2 separate regions of the Bombyx mori genome follow, and region 1 is linked to region 2. The links are chromatin contacts, called in public Hi-C maps. All regions are on one chromosome and are shown on one strand. The core of a region is the stretch at or near the end of the contact, and the rest is flanking DNA. Distances in the headings are between cores, read along the strand shown.

Region 1 (4,654 bases), core at 1,341-3,840, 36 kb before region 2:
GCTGGCGGTCCATGGACTGCAGGTACCTGTCGGCTCCGCTTGTGCGGCGGCGTGTCGTGTATGACGAGCTCGCCGTCCGCCGCGCTGGAACAAACGCACACGTTACCGTCACTGGGCCCACAGTAAGACACCCGAGGTGAGCAGTGTTGCGAATATTGCAGGATACATTATATGCTAGTACGTAAATGCGAACCTAGCCAGTGTTAAAAAAAGTCTACTACTACTACTGCTACTGCGCTGGCGCTATGAACTAAAAGTGGGTCTTGGCCTCTGACAATAAGCTTTGCCATTCATCCCGCTGCGCAACACCTTGCCAGTCCGACACTTGTAGTTCACGTAAATTTCCTTCCACAGCGTCAGACCAGCGGTACTTGGGCCTCCCTACGGGGCGGCGTCCCTCCGGTACACGCGCGTACACCCGTTTTACAGCCCGTAAAACAAAATCGGTAATGAAAAAAAAAGATTACATTTAAATAATGTGTAAATTATAGTAGTAGTAGTAGTAGTAGTAGTCGGTATAATAGTTTACGGTAGGCAGCGGCTTGGCTCTGCCCCTGGCATTGCTGAAGCCCATGGGCGATTTTAACCACTCATCATCAGGTGGGCCGTACGCTCGTCTGCCTACAAGGGCTATAAAAAAAAAGACGCATTGTAGATAAGTTTTAATTTGTATTTAGCGTAATGAGTGCAGCCCCGGGGCACGACAGGAGCGGCCGAACAGTGTATAGCGAATGTAACTGCGGTGCTACGTACTAGTAGGGCGAGTGCTGGTGGATGACCAGGTGCGCGGGTTCCTCTTCCTGGATGGACACCAGGTTGCCGCCGGACGTCGTGCCCACCACGTACTTCTCTGTAACGAACACGTCCTCGTGTTAGCTTTATGTTGCGCTGCGAGCGGTCGCAGCGGGGCGGGGCGGAGCGTGACGGGGCGGGGCGTGACGGGACGGGATGTGGAATACAAGTAACCTTCCCATAACACGGTACTTCGACAGCACGAAGAGAAATTTTTGTTGAAATTTATTTACAAAATTACATTAAGTTCTATAAACACACAATGTATGGGAATAACATAATGTTTCCTGCTTATTTTTTATGTTTATTAGGTAAAGAAATACATACAGGCATGTTTCATTCAGAATAATTACTCTCCTTTTTGCTCTATTTCTAGTCATATAACACGGGTTCATACAATACGGTAAGAACGTATTTATCTTGTTATATGAAGATCAACTGAAACCAAATTGGCAATGTGCAATGAACTGTGAACCCGCAGTCTATGCCATAGACACATGCGTCATAAGAGCGTATGAGCCATTGCACTCACGCATCATTAATTATTAATTGTGTTACCGCGCATACAGTGCAATAGCCCTATTGTGTATATAAAATATTTACAACAGCAATTTCTTATTTTTGTCTGTCACTTGACAATAAATTAAATCAAAGGGCAGTGAGGGTTTGGGCGCGCGCAAATATACAAAGTGGTCACCCTCCCGCTCGCCGCCGGCTCCGTTGGTGACGACGGTGATGTGGTGTCCGGCCACCAGCAGCGCGCCCACGCCGCCGTCCCCCGGGGAGCCGGGCGCGCTGGTGGGGCGCGCCAGCGCGGCGTGCGCGGCGGCGGCGGGCGGGGACGCGGAGGGGGAGGCGGGCGCGGGCGCGGGGGAGGCGGGCGCGCTGCGGGAGGCGAGGCCGAAGGGCGCGCGGAACTGCACGCCGCGCGGCCGCCGCGGCCGGAACGCGAGCTCGATGAGCTTCATCTCGGAGGCGGGCTCGATGCGCCAGAACGACCCCTTGCCGGGCTCCTCCTGGCTGCGCGGCACCTTGATGAAGTACCTGCAAATGCAAAGTTACAATATTGCACGAGGCAGCCACCAGTGATCATTCACACACCTGTTTTTCAAAATTTCAAATAACCCCGTTAATTTTACACAAAACTATTCAACGACATGAGAACTAAAAGAGCTTCTATTATCTCCTGATATTTGACATAAGGCTAATTGATGACATTTTAGTTCTCAACTGTTTCTGATTTCCCGTTAATATTAGATCTCTCAAGATATGTATGTAAGTATTCACAGATAAAGCTGGATGTTAGTTAGCACACACCTATTGAGCGAGAGATTATGTCGGATGGAGTTCTGCCAGCCCTTGTCTGCGGTGCGGTAGTAGGGGTAGTGCTTGGTGATGTAGCTGTAGATGCCGCTGAGCGTGAGCTGCTTGTCGTGCGCGGAGGCCACGGCCTGGACGATGAGCTGCGCGTAGCTGTAGGGTGGCTTCACGTCGTCTGGCGCGTCCCGCTCGCGCACGTCACGCACGTCACGCACGTCACGCACGTCGCGCACGTCACGCACGTCACGCACGCCGCCGTACACGGACTCGCTCATCGATGACGACTGAAATGTAATTTATTTATTACGAGCTTATGTTGACAAACCCACAACTAGCTACAGAATCATCTTCCGTCATACTACAGAATTAAAATCGAGAATACAGTTTTAATTTGGGAACCGCGCTGCACACGACATGGGTATGGGAATGGTATGGTATGCATATGGTATGGGTATGGTATAGTATGGTGTGGTATGGGTATGATAAGGTATGGGTATAGGCATCGGTATGGGTATGGTAAGGTATGGGTATGGTATGGGTATGGTATGGGTTTGGTATGGGTATGGTTATGGTATGGGTATGGTATGGGTATGGTATGGGTATGGTATGGGTATGGTATGGGTATGGCATGGGTATGGTATGGGTATGGTATGGGTATGGCATGGGTATGGTATGGGTATGGTATGGGTATGGTATGGTATGGTATGGTATGGTATGGGTATGGTATGGGTATGGTATGGTATGGGTATGGTATGGGTATGGTATGGGTATGGTATGGGTATGGTATGGGTATGGTATGGGTATGGTATGGGTATGGTATGGGTATGGTATGGGTATGGTATGGGTATGGTATGGGTATGGTATGGGTATGGTATGGGTATGGTATGGGTATGGTATGGGTATGGTATGGGTATGGGTATGGGTATGGGTATGGGTATGGGTATGGGTATGGGTATGGGTATGGGTATGGGTATGGGTATGGTATGGGTATGGGTATGGTATGGGTATGGTATGGGTATGGTATGGGTATGGTATAGGTATGGTATGGGTATGGTATGGGTATGGTATGGGTATGGTATGGGTATGGTATGGGTATGGTATGGGTATGGTATGGGTATGGTATGGGTATGGTATGGGTATGGTATGGGTATGGTACGGGTATGGTATGGGTATGGTATGGGTATGGTATGGGTATGGTATGGGTATGGTATGGGTATGGTATGGGTATGGTATGGGTATGGTATGGGTATGATATGGGTATGGTATAGGTATTATTTCAGTTGTGTAATGTGCATGTTATTATTTATTTATTTGGGAAACAAACAGTACAATACAAACATATAATATTTAAAAATATATAGCTAAAACAATAACCAAAAATGTTTCCACAATCAAAATCACATATAAGTAGACAGTAAATGCATTATAATTGTATTCATATTGCATATAATTGCATTTGAATTCCTTCCTCTTATTCAAGTACCTTTTCAGTAATGGAACTACGTTAAGAGTAGTTGGTAAAGTAGTGACTGTATGAATTGCCTGCGGAATCATCTCATTCCTTAGACTACGAAGACCGCTCACAATTCCATCGTTGATTTGAGACACGAAGTTAAAATCCAATGAGGACGTCAGAGCAATTTTATTCTACCCCTAGGCTTGTGGTATGCGGCTTGTCAAGGAAGTTTGTCGATCGTATGATGCGTGCACTGACCGCGGTCCCGTTGGAGTCGGGGCGCGCGTGGTCGGCCAGCGCGGCGCAGTGCGCGACCAGCCCCAGGTCGGCGTGGCGGCGCGCCGAGGAGCCCGCGCCGCGCGGGGACGTGGGGCAGCTGTTCGCCGCACTGATCGTGCCTGCAACGCACACAAACGCACTGCTTAGTGGACACACGACGAAACACACCACGACACAATCCTGGACGTGCACCAGTGTAACGGTTATTGTTTTAATTACACTTTTGATAGCAGGAGATGACTTGAGACACCGACGTCAGCTACAAACAACGGAAATTTACATACACATTATACATTTAACAAGAAGTTGAAAGTCAACGTAATAAGTTGTTAGATTTAAATGTATAAATTTAATTCGAGCTGTTGTTAGAATCCATTTCAGTATGTTGTTATTATTATTGTTAAAATGTATTTTTAATCTACGTAGAAAGCTGTCCACCATTGGAAATACCATTTATAGTGGAACACGAGCCAATAGCCAATTGCTTCCCGACCAGTAGCTGTGGTATCGCCCTGCTACTGCGTGGGAGTAGCAGAAATCAATTCATATACTTTCGCAGTTTATGTACGATGTATATATAATACACTAAGCTGAATACCTCAGGCAAAATAATTGAAAGCTAAGATTTAAAGGGTACCCTGCTTTGTTGTTCTATTGGTTAGTTATAGTGACCAAAGTGACTAGGGTGACCATAGTATCCACCGTGCTCTGGATTAGATTGAATTTAGAAATTGAATGATGTTTATTGATGTTTTAATTCAATTATATCCACTTCCGGAGTTATAGTAATCAGGAATTTCGCATGCG
Region 2 (4,212 bases), core at 897-3,396:
CCTGGGCCCACTGCACTTTTGATGGCGATGAGGGCGCCGACTTGAGCGACAGGAGCGCCCAAGCATCGCTCTCAGAGCTCCGTGTAAACTGGGCCTGGGCCATGACCGGGCTCTAACGACGCTATCCACACGCGGCTCGCGTGCCGCTCGCGCCTCCACACATCACAATACCGACTACACCCGGATGTCCGGAACGTACCGAACCCGTACTCAACACTTTGAGGTTACTGAGAAACGCACATGCGCAAACTTTCCGTTTGTGCGGTAAACAAGAATTACATAAACCACCACACCACCACGTGATAAGGCTGTATACATATACTGCGTCCAGATCTACAGATCGATACGGTTATAAACGAGGTCGAATCCTTTTCACGCGATATATATCTTTATGTTATTGCACAATTGAATTTTTGCAATTGAACCGAAATTAGATGCAAAAGTAAACACGAGGTGAGAACAAAAATAACCAAAAACGTCAGTGCACCATACGCAGTTTAGGAGTTTACAAGTTTATCGCGCCATCTACACAACAAATCAACAATTTAGTGAACTAAAATTTTCGTTTCACGCAGTACTGGAACCCTTTGGTAAATACTTGAAAGAAATAGCAACCTAAAAATAATCGATATTTATTGAAAAAAGTGATTATTATGAAAAAAATATATTTTTTGTTAAGTTTTATGACCTATAATTCATAATGATTAAAGCACTATGTATTTTCAGTCACAAAGCCATTCAGGATCTATTTAATCACTATGAAAATCTGCAGAGGTGTTAAGAGACGGTGAAGGTTTGTACCCTAGAACCAAGGAGCGCGATGATTCGGACACACCTATTAAATCTGTGAAACTGGCTGACTGTGAGATGACTGTTGTTGATTTTTCTATTGAATGTTGCTGTTCAACGTGTGAGATGTGCAATAGTCAACGCTGATAACACTCTGATAGTGATGTGAAGTCTATTCGGTAGGAGCGCCAGATCGATATGGTATCTCATGCGTCGCCTCCTGCATCATAATGATCTCATGACGTTTGGAAAAGAGGAGATCCGGCTGCACGGTACGTTTCACGTTAGTAGAAACGAGTTCCGTGTATTTGTGATCTTTTTACACGCAAAAGACACGGCTCCTCCTTGTAAAGAATTTCTCAGCGGGTGTGATTCTCAGCCATTTGGAGCTGGAACGGTTTCCGTCCCTCAAGAGGACGGGTAGTCCCCGCCTGATGCAGCAGAAGGGTGCCGCTATATTATGCTGCTCGAGGAGATGGACAAGTTGCTACGATGCATTTTAGCAGCTCGTATATAACGACATTTGATCTAGGTTGAAGCCAATCAATCTATCGGCACAGAAATACGTCTGACTAGAGGACTGCTCAAATGAGGTTACAAGCTTAGTTTCACAACTGTATGTCAGAATAAAAAGGAAATCGGTTATAGTTATTTTGTAATACGAGCTGTGCGTAATGCAGAGACTACTAAAAATTTAAAAGTTTACATTTATCAAAATATGACAACATTACATTTTTAAAGTTTCTTGGAAATTAAATATATTGTTGTATAAAATTATCTAATCTCACACTATGCTACAACCAATACAAAAATATTTTTTTTTTATTTTTTTTATTGCCTTTGTAGGCAGACGAGCATACGGCCCACCTGATGGTGAGTGGTTACCGTCGCCCATGGACTTCAGCAATGCCAAGGGCAGAGCCAAGCCGCTGCCTACCGAATTTCATTAGGCAATTTCAGTGACCGGCTAAAAATATTTGCAGTAAAAAAATGTGGAGCAACACTGTGGAAGATTACTTTTCTTGTTACATTCCAATTGATTTAAAAATAGTTACCTACGTATATATGTATAAACATTTTACTGAATCCGTATAATTTAAAATTCATTGGAAATTTCTTAGCCTGTGGTGATGCGTAGCATCTGTGGACACTGTCATAGATAATTTTATTCTACCATAGACCTATATAGGTCTATGGTAGTACCGTAGGTTTCATACAACAATTTACCGTACGGTACTACTACTATGTATCCAGTACATTGTACATACTACCTATATACGTACCATTGTATTTTAATAAACCTACTTATGCTTTGTTTTTAAAAACAGACTGTTGATCATAGGCAATAAACTCAATATGTTTTATTTGTTGACAAATTTTCGAGTACCGGTAAAATGGGGCGATTAGGGACAAATTCCAACTTGATGAACAATTTTAAGGTAGTTGTTGATGTTTAAAATGCTATATCAGGATCAAAATGATTGAGTCTTATGGGTATCTTGTTATCCAATTTAAAGCTATAGTAATTTTTTGGCGGGAACGCGAGGAGTGAAGTTATGTGATTTGTTCTTTGTCTATTTAATGTTTTTTCAGGTTTAAATATGTAATAATGGTGGTTTATTAACTGTTTAATATCTGTGAAAGTGTACAAATGTGGGAAAATGAAACAAAGCCGCTGGACGTAACTTCTCGGGATCCTCCAAAAAGTCCACTAAAAAAATCTTAATAAATGACCTCCATTTTACTGAGATTATATTTCATCCCATATCATCTCATTTCATTTCATTTAATTTCATCCCAGCTGATTAATGTCTCAAATTAATCATCTTTATTTCATTTCATTTCACTTCATATATCATTTTTCATAAAAATACGAATATAAATTAAAATGAAACATGACTTAAAGGTCTGTTATCAGATCATAAAATCCCAAAAAAAAAAAACTTTAAAAGTAATAAAATACAAAAATAATCAGAAAAGGAAAAACAACCTGTTTTAAATTATCAAATATCTACGAAAATAAAAAATATTTTGGTTGTAGTAATGGGCCTGCTATAAATTTTAAGGGCTGCTTTCACAAAAGTGAATTAAATCCGAATAATACAACTCAAGTAAGTAATAATTTTTATCAGGGGCTGTACTTACTTTACCGTCAGGTGTACCGTATATTCGGCTACTTTCGAAGACGAAGAAAAAAAGATGGCTATTGTAAATGCTGTACTAAAATGGTTGTATTTATATAAATAAGTTGCATGGCTATAAAATATATTGAAATAGATAACATTACTCTTCATTCTCTGACTGTCTTACAATATGTATTTGCACACAACTTGTGCCCACGTGCTTTAATGTTAATATTTTTTATATATAAAAACTACATAATATTAAAACTACTTTGATGGTTTGATCTTGCATTCTCTATTACTATATTATTTCTCATGTTTCAAATACTTTAAACAATATCGAATTTGAGCTATATCAATTTTGATAAATTATCTTCCCATCTTTTCATTTGCATTCCTCAATGCTTTTTCCATAATCAGGATATTACTTGCCAATACCCAGCCCATTTTTTTCATAATGATGCTTATTAAATGATGATGATGATGGATGCTACAGTATTTGAGGGGTTTTCAATTAATAGTGATAATGCAATACATTATCTGTGGAACGAATAAAATAAATACCGGTAGGCATAGCCTAGACATAATTTTATATAAAAAGTTATCAATTCTCTTTTCTTTTTTAAAAATATAATTTATTTGGTTGAGTTGTGTTGTAATGTTTTTTAAAAATGTATAAAATTACAAGCTTGTGTGGTAATAAAATATCTCTGCCTGAAAATTTTTACTACAGAGCTGGTAAATCAAGTTTTGAGAGCAACATTAGGGGTAGGCAGCAGCTTGGCTCTGCCCCTGGCATTGTGGAAGCCCACGAGCCATGGTAATCACTCACCATCAGGTGGGCCGTATGTTTGTCTGCCTACAAGGGCAATAAAAAAAGTAATTAAAAAAACATGCATTCTAGTAAACTTAATAGGAGTAGCAACAAGTATAAAGGTAAGTATAAATTTAATGTGGAATATTGGCGATTGTTTTGTGTATTGATATTGTGCAGGCCGGCCATTGTGAAGAACATTGGAAACGCCTATGTCCCAGCAGTGCACGTCTGAGGGCTGATGATGATGTTGTGTAATTTACCATCCTTGTTGACAATACCTTTACTAACATTCACGCAATAACAAGATTAATTTATATTTTCTACTTTCCAGTTAGTTATGAAAATTAATTACGTCAGGCTTTTTTTTGTATCATTTAATAGATAACTTTGTTGTGAAAGAGGAATAAACACCTTCATACATGTTGTCTAATTGTTTTAGTGGGTTTTTTGTGTTACATTTGTATACTAATAACCCATATTGGG

What was found. Hi-C and Micro-C count contacts between places; a contact is called where the count stands out from the background.
Region 1: a contact with region 2 is called in a Hi-C map of posterior silk gland, with 3 times the contacts expected there. The contact joins the enhancer-like site here to the promoter of LOC101744757 in region 2. A contact is called at or near these places in 4 of 7 Hi-C or Micro-C datasets (posterior silk gland and whole pupa).

What each region holds. Positions count from the first base shown.
Region 1 is chr17:128,312-132,965 of ASM3026992v2, reverse strand. LOC101744757 (forkhead box protein K1) reads right to left here. Exons shown (of 8, transcript XM_038016762.2): 3 at 3,827-3,966; 4 at 2,110-2,396; 5 at 1,490-1,836; 6 at 754-850; 7 at 27-84. Among protein-coding and RNA genes, the nearest start is that of LOC105841774, 15 kb to the left of the region's middle. Within about 2 kb of position 2,590, at least 5 of the 8 cell types and tissues checked have open chromatin away from gene starts, as enhancers often do.
Region 2 is chr17:92,555-96,766 of ASM3026992v2, reverse strand. LOC101744757 (forkhead box protein K1) reads right to left here and starts at 2,146. Exons shown (of 8, transcript XM_038016762.2): 1 at 1-2,146. The coding sequence starts at 103. LOC101744326 (GSK3B-interacting protein) reads left to right here and starts at 2,205. Exons shown (of 2, transcript XM_038016764.2): 1 at 2,205-2,228.